Linked DNA regions of Mus musculus: all the other regions are linked to region 1. A link is a contact called in public Hi-C and HiChIP or PLAC-seq data. All regions are on one chromosome and are shown on one strand. The core of a region is the stretch at or near the end of the contact, and the rest is flanking DNA. Distances in the headings are between cores, read along the strand shown.

The links. A called contact is a pair of places that touch in the nucleus more often than the background predicts. HiChIP or PLAC-seq counts read pairs in DNA pulled down with a chosen protein or histone mark.
Region 2: a contact with region 1 is called in an H3K27ac HiChIP or PLAC-seq map of double positive thymocytes, with 6 times the contacts expected there. The contact joins the promoter of Mafk here to the promoter of Trim56 in region 1. A contact is called at or near these places in 1 of 39 promoter capture datasets (erythroid cells), 1 of 115 datasets of contacts at active chromatin or transcription factors (double positive thymocytes) and 1 of 9 other capture datasets (liver).
Region 3: a contact with region 1 is called in a Hi-C map of B cells, with 7 read pairs. The contact joins the promoter of Dnajc30 here to the promoter of Trim56 in region 1. A contact is called at or near these places in 1 of 39 promoter capture datasets (pre-B cells) and 1 of 484 Hi-C or Micro-C datasets (B cells).

What each region holds. Positions count from the first base shown.
Region 1 is chr5:137,114,946-137,117,475 of GRCm38.p6, reverse strand. Trim56 (tripartite motif-containing 56) reads left to right here and starts at 1,269. Exons shown (of 3, transcript NM_201373.4): 1 at 1,269-1,364; 2 at 2,523-2,530.
Region 2 is chr5:139,790,274-139,792,803 of GRCm38.p6, reverse strand. It overlaps Mafk (v-maf musculoaponeurotic fibrosarcoma oncogene family, protein K (avian)), which reads right to left and starts at 1,268. Exons shown (of 3, transcript NM_010757.2): 1 at 1,092-1,268.
Region 3 is chr5:135,062,943-135,065,472 of GRCm38.p6, reverse strand. Dnajc30 (DnaJ heat shock protein family (Hsp40) member C30) reads right to left here and starts at 1,267. Exons shown (of 1, transcript NM_025362.3): 1 at 108-1,267. The coding sequence starts at 1,222. The coding sequence ends at 563. Bud23 (BUD23, rRNA methyltransferase and ribosome maturation factor) reads left to right here and starts at 514. Exons shown (of 13, transcript NM_025375.4): 1 at 514-949; 2 at 1,298-1,459; 3 at 1,552-1,589. The coding sequence starts at 1,412.

The DNA of each region.
Region 1 (2,530 bases), core at 20-2,519:
CTTCCAGCCTCTGCCTCCCAAGTGCTGGGGTTATGCCTAGTTTATTAGGTGCTGTGGGTGTAATCCAGGGCCTCGGGCATACCAGGCGAGCTTTCTACCACTGTAAGCCATTGAGCCATATGGGGGTGAGTCCACCCCAGTGCAACCTTAATCTCTCTTGTCTTTCTGTGCTGTCTGGTTTTTCCAGGCCTTCCCCTTGGAATTGTACTTTTTTTTCTAGGCTAAAAAAAAAAAAAAAAAAAAAAAAATTTCCAAAGATGGAGGTGGTGGTACACACCTGAAATACCAACACTCAAGAGGCTGGGGCAGAAGGATCTTGAAGCTAGCCTGGGCTAAATAACGAGACTTTGTCTAAATATATACATAAGAAAAAAAAAACACCCAAAGTACATTTTTTTTTCTGAATATGTTGCTTTTACACCAGCATGAAGCAAAAATTTGGGGGAGAGAATAAAAGGGTAGGGAGATCGACAAGGTGAACCATGTTAGGTCTGCTACCACCCCAATGACTTCCTGTCCTCATTTTGATTGACTACCTGGTTTGTGGCATCCAACAATGTTAGTCAATTCCTCCCTCTACAACGTCTGTTGTCTTCCACGGTTCACACGGTCCCCTGTGATTCTTTCAAGCTTCACAGGCCTTAAACTTGCCAAGTATCTGAGGCTAGCTAGCATGGAACCTCTGGTCTTCCTGCCTCCAGCTCCCAGCGCAGGGATTACAGCTGTGGCCCACCACCGAAGGCTGAGGATTTCGGATGTCATTTCTCTGTCCCTGCACACCTGTTGCTCTCAGAACGCTCTTGCCCCGGGAAAGCCCCCAAATGCTCCGAGACCTCCTCAAACACATCTCTAGACAGCCTCCTCCAGAAAGACTGCGCTAAGCTCTGGAAATGTTCTTATCTGGGGCTCACAGCTTCAACGGTTAGCAAAGGACCCACGAGGAGCCTCGCCCACTGGCCCAATCGCTCATCTGTCATTCCTTGCCACACATAAACATCCTGACCCGATAAACATGCTCAGAGAATAGATTCTGGGGCAGTGTCTTGTTTGCAACACACACACAAGCTGACAGCTTGAGCCTGGGGCTACCAGTCGCCCTAACCTGTAGCCCCCAGACCTTCCTGCTGGAGTCGGGTCTGGCCTTATTGCCCCGGCCAGAGGGGAGGGAGGGTTCCAGGGTGGAGTGGTGAGGAAGGCGGGGCTTGCGCCCCAGAGTAGTTGTCCCGGGCCGGGGACGGAAGTTGCACCACCACAGTACGATTACTTTCAGTTTTGTTTCTCTTGCAGGTAGTCAACTGCTGGCGGTAGCGGGATTTCGGGGCTCCCCGGTCCTGCTGGGAGAGTCCAGGATCAGCTGTGGCTGGGTAAGGAGAGCCCGGGAAGGCGGATGGGGTTAAGAGCCAGCACCCAGAAAGACTAGCCTGGGGGGAGGGGAGGGAGGAAAGGGGAAGTGAGAAAGCCCGGGAGAGGGAAAGGAAGGGAGGGGAGAGAGGGCAGAGGGGACCTGAGAAGCTTGGGAGGACAAGCTTGGAGCCAGGCCCTGTCCCTCAGCCTCCCACCTCCCACCTTGTGTCCTGAATCCTACACTCACTGAGTGTAGACAACCGCACCCCCACCCCCCACTCCGAGTTTGTTTGTTTTTTTTTCCTCCCAACACTGGGGAAAAAGAAAAGTGATCGCTCTCATTCTCTCTCTCAAGGCTAGATCTCTCTGTAGGGCAAGCTCAACCAGAACTCACTATTGTAGCCCCAGGCTGTCCTGAAACTCACTTTTAAACCCAGGCTAGCCTCAAATTTGTGGCAAGCTTCCTGTCTCGGGCTCCAGCTTTCTTTATTAAGTCGCCACCGTGCTGGGGACTTACAGTACCTTCCCTCCAGGGGATTCTAGAATGAGTTTGGTAGGAATGGTAAAATTAGAGGACTCCAGGAGTCAGGCCAGATCTACATGACCCCCAGGTCCAGGAAAAGGAAGGAGATGAACTTTTTCTCCCTGAGCCTTCATCTTGATCTGTTGTTATTTTCAAAGCTAGATGGGGCAGGAAGTAGGGCCCCTTCCACCCTCCCAGGACACCCTCCCAGACAGATGGATGGACAAAGACTGCGGGACCCTGTCCAACATCGAAAAGCACAGTGCTCGCATGCCCCTGACCTGTGTGTCCTTCCTGGCTGCCCCTTGAGTCCTAGCACCCACTGATAACAGGACCCATGGCAAGGTGAACGTGGTGGTGCTTGCCTGTGATGTGAGCACGCAGGAGACTGAGGCAGGAGGAGCACAAGCTTGGAGCTAGACCCAGGAGCAGGGCTGCCTAGCTCACAAGAAGCCCTAGGTTGCTTCTCCAGTGCTACATAAACTTCCCAGGGCTCCGGAAGTGGAGGCAGGAAGTTCAGAAGGTCAAGGTCATCCTGGGCTACTTGGCCAAGTTTGAGGCCAGCCTGGGCTACATGAGACGGGAAGGGCTTGGGCTACACCTACCTTTGGCCCTTGACCTGGTATGTTACTAATTAGAGTATTCTATCTCTGAGGCCTGGGG
Region 2 (2,530 bases), core at 19-2,518, 2.7 Mb before region 1:
AATCCAGGCTAACCTTAAACTCAAGATCTTCCTGCCTCAGACTCCCATGTGCTAGGAGTACAAGCATGTGCCACCATAACATAATGGCTTTAGACCAACACCTTTGAAAGAAGTTACCTGGCCCTAAAACACCAGCTCAAAGCATCAAAGTACCCACGTGCACTCCACCAGATACCTTCTGAAATGTTGCTGCCACAGTATGACCTCAGCAGTGCCAACCTCTGGGGTCCCAGGGCTAATTTTAGTGACTCCACAGGAGTGGAAGGGGTGAACTACCTACCAGCTGAGACACAAGCTAGCTTTTGAGGACTGAGTGTACTGAGTGCCTGTCCATCAATTGGAAGGCGAACTGTTAAAGTGCATCTGTGTTAGCAATGAGAGCTGTGTGAAAAGCGAGGCTCAGACTAACTTCCCTAGAGAAACAAGAGCACCAAGCAGCCTCACCTCCCAAATACCGACTGCGTTCTTACGGGGCAAGTTCTAGGAGGCTGGAGTGGCTGTTATCTCAAGGATACCAGAAGAGGAGTCTATCTCCCCCAAAGAGATCTAATCTAGGCACCTAGGACCCACGAGGCTTTCTTCACCTGTAATTTGCTAGAGTTTTTGCTTCTGATTTCTCGCCGCACGCTCGTAAACATGCACACTCTTAACACGCCTATCCGCTCACCCTACTAGGGAACCTCGCACTTCAGAGTTGGATGGGACCTTGGCCCCAGACCACACCTGAAGAAAGTGACGGAAGCGATAGGCTGGCCAAGACGGTCACCTGCCTCGCTCCCCACCCACAGCTTCCACATCCGGCACCGCTGGCCGGTCAGCTGATTAGAAAGTGACACCAGTTACTCAGGCCCTTTCGGGGTCCCGGCCGGGGGCGAGGTGGGGGCGAATTCTACGCCGACGGAAATGGCCAGGTGCGCACGGCTCCCGGGTGCCACTCTCCCGCACGTGGTGGGTCCCGTGTGGGCCTTGAGCTAGGTCCCGCGTGGCACGTGCTCGAGGCCCAGGCTGGGTCCCGCGGCCTTCGGGGTGCTCCTCCCGCAGGTGCACGAACTCTGGGTTCCCCTACCCAGTTCCCGAAGCCCCTCACTCACCCGGGTCGCGCGCGGGGCCGGGCGCGGCGGCTCCTTGCGGACACGCACTCTTCACAAGCGCTTCTGCTCTCGCGCTCCCCTTAGTCGCCGTCTCCGCCTGCGCGCTTCGGACTTCTCGTTCCGACTCGGCGAAGAACAACAAGTCCCTGCCACCCGCCGCCCGCCGCCGGCTCCCCAGTACTGACACCGCTTCCGGGATCGCGCGTCGAAGCGCGTCACCGCCCCGCCCCCGCGATGGCCACGCCCCTAGTGATCACGCCCCTGTTGCTCACGCTTCTTCGCTCACCAAAACCACGCCCTCTCTGGCCGCGCGTCGGCACCACGCCCCTGATGGCCACGCCCCTCGCTGCCCCAGTCCCTGGGTCCTCCTACATGCTTCCACGTGCAGTTGTCTCATTGCTGAGCTCCTGGCCCTGTCCATCCCCAACACACCCGGGGCGGGGTCTGTGCTCCTTTCCCAAGGTAGGGGGTGTCAGGCGAGCGTGACGCACACTGGGTATGGACCCCACGTTTCCTTGAACTTTCAGCCTGGGCATTATGTCTCTATGTCACCCACTGTCGTCTATGCTACTCACTGTGATCCTGAGGCTGCTGGAGCCTCCCCGGGTCTTGGCAGAGAGAATAGAGGCCAACTGGCTAGTGACCATGTTCTGGACCTAACACCAAGCCCACGTCAAGGTGGCGAAGTGGCTCAGTTACACCACATAATCAGCAAGGCAGATGCACCCTACAAAGGAGAAAGAGATATGTATGTAGCATCCTCTTCTGACCCATACCATGACCTTTTGATTTATATCTGAGACAGAGGTAAGGTCTCACTGTGCAGCTCAGAGTGGCCTGGAACACTTATAAAACTTTATTTTTTTTTTTTACTTATTTATATGTGTGTTCATATGTATGTGGATTGGTGTGCACACACTACCACGAATGTGTGGAAGTCAGAGGGCAACTTTAGGGAATCTGTTTTTTCTTTCCACTTTTGGGTTCCGAAAATTGAACTCAGACTTGGTACCTTTACCCACTGAGCCACCTCACTGGCACTGTCTTGAAGCTCTTAATCCTTCTGCCTTCACCCTAAGTGCCTTCACCTAAGCCTGCCCCTCCCCCTCCCCCTCCCCCTCCCCCCTTCTCCCTCTCCTCCCTCCCTCTCCTCCCTCCCTCTCCCTCTCCCCCTCCCCCTCCCCTCCCCCTCCCCCCTCTCCCTCTCCCTGTAAGCAATGGATAGTGTCTTAGTTAGGTTTTTACTGCTGTGAATAGTCACCACGACCAAGGTAACTCTTATAAGGACAACATTTAGTTAGGGCTGCCTTATAGGTTCAGAGGTTTAGTCCATTATCATCAAGGATCATGGTAGCATCCAGGCAGTCATGGTGCAGGCAGAGCTGAGAGTTCTACATCTTCATCTGAAGGCTGCTAGGAAGACTGACTTCCAAGCAGTA
Region 3 (2,530 bases), core at 18-2,517, 2.1 Mb after region 1:
CCTTTTGTTGCTAGCATTCTCTCACAGAGCTACATCCCCAGCGTCTGCTGGATCTTTGATCAAGTCTCACCTGTGGCTTGGGGTAACACAGAAAAACAAATTTCACTCGAGTCCCCAAGAATTAAATCTTTTTGGCATCGGACAACCAGTCGTATTGCACAGTTCAGCAGTTACAGGGGAAACACCACCTATTATACAGACATGTGGCAGGGGACAGGGCAAATCTTGCTCAGGGCTTCTGGTTAAAACCGCAGCAAGTGTTCTGGGAGTTGGCAACTGAAGGTAACTTCTAGAAATGAACAGGCACCCAGGGGACTCTGGAAAGCACTTAAATTTCTGGTCTTCACAGGAATCTTTATCCGGGGGCCTCTTTCTTGGCCACTGAAAAGCGTCTTTTTCTGGACCAAAGGAGAGGGATGTGTTGATCACTGGCCAGGCTGGAGGGTGTGAGGAGGGTCAAGAGAACACCACTAGAGGAAGTCAAGTCAATCGCAGACCAATGGTTCAAAGGTCTAGAAAGGAAGGTTGCTTGGGCTGGATCCCTTCCCCTCCTTTTCTCCGATTAAATACGAAAGCCAACAAAGACGAAGATAAGGAAAAGGACGACAAAGAAAGTGGCGTCTCGTGTATCGTCCCAGCTGGTCCCCTTGTTGGCCTGGTTCTCCTGCTTTTTGCGAAGGGCTTCCCTCCGGGCGCGCAAACGCCGTTCTCTCTCTAGCTGCTCTCCGTAGTGCGCCTGGTAGAAGGCGTCAAAGTCGAACATGGTGCGACCGTCGCCGGGAGAAGCCCTAGAGCCACCGGGAGCCCGAGGGGTGTAGGGAGGAGGGCGAGGAGGAGCGGGATCGGCCACGGGCGTCTTAGAGGGCTTGACGCCAGGTCCGCGCAGGTCCTGGTCGCTGAGCAAACCTCGGTCATACTTGCGCCGGAGGATGGTGCTGCCCAAGACCAGGTAAGCTTCGGAGACGCGCGTGAAGCGCTCGGCGGCCTCGGCGCTCCCGGGGTTGCGATCCGGATGGTAGAGGAAGCTCTGCCGGTAGTACGCCGCTTTGATCTGTGCTTGCGTGGCCGTGGAGGGGACGCCCAGCAGCTCATAGAGGGCGGTGCGGGAGTAAGTCCTCCCTCGCGAGCACAAACCCGTGGCGGAACTCGGAGGCAACCCCCGGACCTGCCACCATCTCCATAGCGGTGACAGGGTCCACCCCAGGCAGCGCGCGGCCGCCATGTTGTGGCTGGGAGGGGGCGGCGCCGAGGCAGCCAATGGAGGCCTCGAATCCTGAGCGGCGTCCCCACCTTCTAGCCAATCAAATAAAAGGAAAGGCGGGGGAAAAGGTCCGCCTGAGGCGGGCGCAGATTGATGACGTCAAAGCGTCGCGCTAGTGCTCGCCGGTCCCAGCGTTGCCATACCATCGAGATGGCATCTCGTAGCCGGAGACCCGAACACAGCGGACCGCCGGAGCTGGTGAGAGCCCCGCCAGGTCTTGGTCTTTTTCTAGAATGACTGCTTTTGGATTCTTCCCTTAAAACTCCCATGTGTTTTTCTCTTCTCAACAGTTTTATGACCAGAATGAAGCCCGGAAATACGTTCGCAAGTGAGGAGAGCATGGCTGTTGAGCGGCATCGCGGGGGTCGGGATCGGCGAGTCGCCCCGATTATGGGCGTCCCTTGGAAAGCATGTAGAATTTGGGAGTGTGTGTGAGTGTGTGTGTGTGTGTGTGTGTGTGTGTGTGTGTGTGGGTCTGCGTACATGCAGTTCTGCCACCGGTAAAGGGAACTTGAAGCCATTGAGCTCCTGGAAAGATCTTGCTACCTCAGTGTGGGTATATTCATCTCCAGTTTACCCTGGGTCGTTTGACAATGTGTTTTAAATATGTGGTAAAGTAAGCAATAGTTAGAAGATATGATAAGGTACTGTCATACTGCATAAGTGGTCTGTCACTGAGCGATACTTCCTGCCCCTCGCTTGGGGATTCTAAGTAGACATTTTACTTTTGAGGCACACCCCTAGCCATTCACTGGATGATTCTGAAAAGCACTCTACCATTAGGCTACACCCCCGGAAGGAATCAGTACTATTAGAGAGAGGACATACTCATTGTGGGTTTATTGTGATCTTTATTTAAATGCATGATTGCACTGAGTTGTCATGTCAACCATTGACATAAATAATATCTGAATCCTCTACATGGTAGCTTATTTGGTTTTGTTTGTTTGTTTGAAACCTGGTCTCATATTGCCCAGAGTATTCTTGAACTTGCTATGTAGTGGAGGTGATTGAATTCCAGACCCTCTTGTCTCTACCTTACTAGTGGTAAAATTGCAGACATGGTCCCGCACGTATGGCTGTATGGAACACTCTTCTGTGGGGCTGTTTACCTTGATTTTTGGGAAGACCAGGTGTGGCCATTCTCTGTTCAGTATGGCAGTCAGTAGCTAGCTATTAAAACTGTAAGTCAAAATGGCCTAATGTGAAGAAATGAGCACACATACACACAACACACACACACACACACAACACATTCACAATTTTATA